Linked DNA regions of Zea mays: region 2 is linked to region 1. The links are chromatin contacts, called in public HiChIP or PLAC-seq maps. All regions are on one chromosome and are shown on one strand. Each heading gives the region's core, a stretch centred on a gene start, on an enhancer-like site or on the middle of the called end of the contact. The rest is flanking DNA. Distances are from core to core; before and after follow the strand shown.

What was found. HiChIP or PLAC-seq counts read pairs in DNA pulled down with a chosen protein or histone mark.
Region 2: a contact with region 1 is called in an H3K4me3 HiChIP or PLAC-seq map of leaf, with 6 times the contacts expected there. The contact joins the promoter of LOC103642314 here to the promoter of LOC100383196 in region 1. A contact is called at or near these places in 4 of 25 Hi-C or Micro-C datasets (bundle sheath, ear, leaf and 1 more) and 1 of 3 datasets of contacts at active chromatin or transcription factors (leaf).

The regions. Positions count from the first base shown.
Region 1 is chr10:13,672,664-13,675,679 of Zm-B73-REFERENCE-NAM-5.0, forward strand. It overlaps LOC100383196, which reads left to right and starts at 1,336. Exons shown (of 14, transcript NM_001175858.1): 1 at 1,336-1,635; 2 at 1,764-1,912; 3 at 2,634-2,732; 4 at 2,812-2,865; 5 at 2,961-3,016. The coding sequence starts at 1,605.
Region 2 is chr10:14,138,682-14,141,382 of Zm-B73-REFERENCE-NAM-5.0, forward strand. LOC103642314 (ethylene-responsive transcription factor 7) reads left to right here and starts at 1,424. Exons shown (of 2, transcript XM_020546108.1): 1 at 1,424-2,701. The coding sequence starts at 1,675. The coding sequence ends at 2,154.

The sequences.
Region 1 (3,016 bases), core at 86-2,585:
GAGTTACCAAACTAGTTCTTATATGATGAATAAGTCGCGCCTAAATAAGCCACCTAAATAAGCGAAAGCACGTATGTTGCCGATTATAATTAGCACTAAATAAATGTCACTTGTGTATAGCATTTGACAACACACAACTTTGGAGTCATACACTAACAATACAAATGAAAATCCAAAAGCTCATCCTCCCATAAGCGATATCCTTGTTTATAGGGCTGAATGAAATGCTCGTGGCTCGTTCGGTTCGTGGCAAACTCGGCTCAACTCGGATCGACTCGTTTGAATTTTTTCATGAGCTAAGCTGACATCCTAGCTCGATCCATTAGTAACCCAACTCGGTTTATTAACAAGCTAGCTTGCGAGCTAAACGAAATACCACATTTGAGCAAAACAAAACTATATACATATTATTTATGTAATAATTGATGAATATGTATGTGTGGTGTCTATGGCCTATGCGTTAAACTAATGATTGATGGACTATTTCTATTTGTTAAATTAATATATGTGAATATAACTGTGGGTTAACTTGATGAACATGTATGTGAATCGTGAATTGATTAGTGATGTGTTATATTAATTTAGTGTTACATTGATGTGGTTTATGAAACAATGAGTATAATTACTATTTTCTATTATTAAATTAGTTTAAAAATAACTAAAAATTGATTATATATATATATATATATATATATATATATATATATATATATATATATATATATTATTTTTTTTACTCTGACTCGCGAGCTAAACGAGTCAGCTCGAGTTTATAAGAGCTAGACTAATATAGACTCGTTAGTTTAATAAGCTGAGCCGAACCAGCTCCTTAGCTCACAGCTCAAACTTAAACGAGCCGAGTTAAACTGGTCCGATATCGAGCCCGCACAAAAGTACGCGGTTATTAGTACAACAAAGCCCACACCAGAAAACAACAGTAGCGATGCCGAAACAAGCCGATCAAAACCAAGTCTATGTAGTACTACAAAGCAGCACAGCACAGAGCTCCCCGTCGGACTAGCATGGAATCCTCAGCCCTCGGCAGTCGCTGGCACCAATGGCCGGCTGACAGCGTGCAGTGGTTCCAAACCACGTCTCCCTCGGGCTCACCACCACTGCGAACCCACCTCCTCTCCTCTGACCGCCGGACCAACGCGCGGAGACTAGAGCGGCGGCCATCGCTCGCTGCTGCCAAAAGCACGCAGGCACCCATCGTAAAAATATATTCTCACCCCGCCCCTTGGCCCTTGCCCGCGGGGGAGAGACAGGCCCACCCACGCTCCCGGGCCCGGAACGAGATGGGTGGTGAGCTCACCGCTGCCTCGTGGTGGGCAACGCGAGGCGGCCGAAACTGACACACTCCCTCTCCGCTCTCTCTCTCTCTCTCGCAGCCATGCTCACACACACACGCAGGCAGCAGTCACGCTGTGGGAGGGGCAGAGAAGCGAGCGACACAGGAAACTGACGTCGCTTTTGACGGCCTGCTACATAAATCCCCTCGCCTGCCTCCCTTCCCATCTCCTTCCCCGCAAAAATCGCCCGGGTGCCAGGTGCGCGGCGCAGGGAGGTCGCGACGGATTCCGGGCAAGTGCATGTGAGATCCGATGGTGGCGGCTGCAGCGGCGGCCGGCGGCGGTGAGTGCGTCTGTGTCGCTCGCTGCTGGTTGCGGCGCTTGAGTTGAGCCTCCTCCCCTCCGAGGGGGTTTTGGGTTTGTTTGTGACGAGGTTTTGCTTGCCTCATGTGGCTGGGCCTGGGCGTGCAGGCGCCGACGCGGGATGCGGAGGCGGAGGCGGAGGCGGAGGGAAGGACGCGCTGTTCGTGGAGCTGTGGAAGGCCTGCGCGGGGCCGCTGTCCAGCGTGCCGCTACTCGGGGAGAAGGTCTACTACTTCCCGCAGGGCCACATCGAGCAGGTGAGGCAGCAGCTGAAACGGAGGGTGGCTTTGTTGTTCCCGTTGATGTTGCCGCTGCATCCCCGCGTGTTTAGAAGGGGTTTTGGGATACCGGATACGCGTGTGCGCACGCGTCGGAATCTTCGCCCGGATTTCGCGTGGTCGCAGCGGATTCCGGGGTTTGGGCGGGGTTTATCTAATCCGAGCGCGACGGGGTCCCGGATTCCAAATCCTCGTCGTCCGCAGCTTGGGGTTCGTGGTTCTGGTTCCTGTGAAGCCCCCGCGCCTTTGCGCGGAATCGTGGACTCTGACGGGAATTGTCTGGCGGCTTTTGCGGGGTTCGTTCGCATGTCCGCTGCAGTGCTGCAGCCTGCGCTGGGGTTTTGCTTCTTCTGATGTGGAGGGTTCGGCATTTGTGTGCCATGGGCGATTCGGTGCCTCGGAATCCCATCCGGAAGGAGGGTCTTCTGATTTGGGCTATTTTTTCTCTCTCTAGGTTTGCCAGGTCGTCGGTTACTTTTGCTGGTCACTTCAGTGAGCTCAGATGAAGTTTTTTCATTTCATTTCATTTGACCCTAGAGGCTTGGTCTTTCTTTAGTGCCTCTGCCTCGAATGGTATTAGGGATCAGCGCCTTTATGGTTTTTTAATGTTATCCAAAGCTCCGCAATTTTTTTACTGACATGGGGTGGTATGCAATGATTCCTCTTTCTAAGATTCTGCTTGTTTCTGCTGTGCTCTCAGGTGGAGGCATCGACAAACCATCTTGCCGAGCATCAGGGCACGCCCCTCTACAACCTGCCATGGAAGATACCCTGCAAGCTCATGAACATGGAGCTGAAGGTAACAACAACTTGGCTTCTTTGCTGTTCACTGTACAATGTTCTGAATGCATATGATTTACCCTCGTTTCCTTTGCTAGGCTGAGCCGGATACTGATGAGGTGTACGCCCAACTCACCCTGCTCCCTGATAAGGTGGGTAACTTCTGGTTTTGCTTCATGCATGCTCAGACTTGGAATGTTAACCAGTGCTAATGTGCTATCTACTTATGATTGTGCTTGATTCATAGAAGCAAGATGAGAATACATCTGCAAGAGTGGAGAATGAGGAGGCAGAGGAGGAGGT
Region 2 (2,701 bases), core at 174-2,673, 470 kb after region 1:
TCTTCCGCTATGTAATAAATACTCTGATGTTTTATGACATTTATCTCTATACACTCTGTTATTATATATGTTGTCTTCTTGGCGCATGTATGAGATGCACCTGGCTTTGTTCCTTAAAGTCGGGTGTGACAGTGTTGGACTCTGAGAACTTGGATATCCAATCCAACAGCTCCTCATCATTGTCCTCAACAAAATCTTCAATCAGATCTAGCACATGAAGATGCCTATAAAACCAAAAGCACCAACCATGAGCATGAGGTGCCAGTACTACATATAAATCGTAGCAGAATGTGCTGGCAAAATCAAATGGCACATTGTTCTAACCTTTAAGCAACAAAAGGTTGTGAAGATAGTTGAATCTAACATTTTATTTTGTCAAACATATCTTAGGGATGAACTGAGGGCAGACAAAGCAAGCACTGTGGTAGATTGCGTCATCATCTCGCAAATGTTGTTCTCTTTACTACTCTCTCGTACAGACGAAATTACAGAGTTAGATGGAAAGAAGTGAAAATGTTCAGTGGTTCAGTTTAATTGCAACTAAATTTACATTAATAAGATTGTACAGAATTAAAATTGTTATGATATGATCATAAGAAGCTTAGGGAAAAGAGGGAAATATGGCACAATACTAAAAATATTAAAACTATACCTCTGTCAGCGGTATCTTTATATGCCTGAACTGATAACTAGTGAAAATATTAAAATTACTTTTACCTCTTAATTAACATATGTTTATGAGTTTTCCATTATATTGCAGTTGCCTTTTTGGCTCCATAATTGTCATATGATTGAAAGTTAATTGGCATCTCTATTCTCATTGCAATTGTGGAACCCAGATCATGGCCATTAGGCCATGGCCATGTGCTTCAAGGGTAGCCTAAAGAAGTTACATACATATATGTTCTTCAAGCCTGCAAGGGGTAGCCTAAGACAGCAATGTACATACCACATTAAAGCAACACTAGCACACTTGCAAAAGGGGGAAAAGAAAGAAAGTCCTCCTAGTTACAAACCGGCGACAACAAAACCATTCCTGCCACCTGCCCTGCCAACAAATCGATACTAGTACCGCGAGCCACAAATTTATGTGCCTCAAGTCAAACCATGCCCCCTCCGGGCACCTTCCTGGTCTGAAGCCCACTTCCTCCTAGTTGAATTCGCGCTACTAATAGAATCCCTTTCACCTAGCGATTGGCAGGGAGCAAAGACATCAGCGAGAAGAGGATTCTTGTCGACATGTTGTCCTAGGCATTCAACAATCCTCCACCGGGCAAGGTCAACTACTTGCTTTTCTCAGGGGGTCAGGATCTCTCTGATCTCCTTCGCAGTCTTAGAATGGAACTCTCTGATATCCTGCTAGTACGACCTCTCAATGCATTGTAAACATGAGAAGTTTCTCGAGAAAACCTCTTTCCTTTCCTCTCTATATATATCTCTCAAGTCTCAACGACCCCTCCCACTCCCGCCTTGCTCGTCCCCCTATTTCCCTTTCTCTCTCAACCTCTATCCCTGCTTCATTCTCCCAAAGTCACTGAAGACCAACGTTGGAAGGCGCGGCGGTGAGGAGATTAGTACCGAAGATCAAGCAGGAGCCTGCAGAGACGACCACGATCCGCAAACTAGTCCGCGTCTTCTGCGACGACCACGTCGGCATGGACTCCTCCAGCCACCATGGCTGCTGCCGGTGGCGGTGCTAGAGCGGAGGCAGGGCTGCGTAAGTTCCTCGTGGAGCATCAGCCGTGCTGCAATGCCACGGTGCCCAAGGGGAGTGTTGTCGACGGTGGCAAGAGGAAAGTGGCGGCGGCGGGCGTGCCGACGGAGCCGAGGTACAGGGACGCGCAGAGGAGACGGCCTAGGGGGCGGTACTCGGCGGAGATCCGCGATCAACATAAGGGCGTGTGGCTGTGGCTAGGCACGTTCGACACTGCTGAGGAGGCGGCCAGGAGGTACGACAGTGAGGCGTGCCGACTCCGCGGGCCGTCGGAGAACACCAACTTCCTTGCGACGCTTGATTATCGTGTCCCGCTTCCGGCGCTGTCGCTGCACGCCTTGCTGCCATGTGTAAGAACACTAGTATGGATCGGGGTTGAGCGCTACTCCCAGCACTCGAAGGGTATCGTGGTGTTACACGACGAGTCCACCGCAAGCTAGATGCAACTGGGCCCGAGTTCCTCCCCTCGTCCCCCTTCATCATTATTCCTTACATAATACATAACTCCTTCTATCGACTCTGGACACCCCACACTATGATGTGGCCCTCTACAGCCCATAGACTCGACTATTGGGCCTCCTTAGTCGAGTTGTCTTTTCCACCACCGAGTCTTCATCAGCCATCCCCTTCTTGATCCTCACATTCTTCCCTCTTTTAGAAGAAGCTTATCCCCAAGCCTCATGGCCCGGGAAACAAAGCTTGAGAGAATCGAGGTCCTCCTAGGTACGGTAGCAAGCTCTTCCGACCATTGCGCCCACTTGATCAGAAACTGGAGTTTGTCACCAGATGGACTTGACATCGCTGGGGGATTTTTTTAGGTATCTGTCATTTTTCAGACAGCAAGGGTAATTTGGTCCAACTGATTATTTGAAGCAGCTAGTAGGTGGAGTTTGTAAGCGAATGTCTCCACTTTGGCTTAAATAGGAAACTGACCAAAGTATTTGAACGCTAATTTGTGATTAGCTCTTTTGACCAAAGAGGACTAAA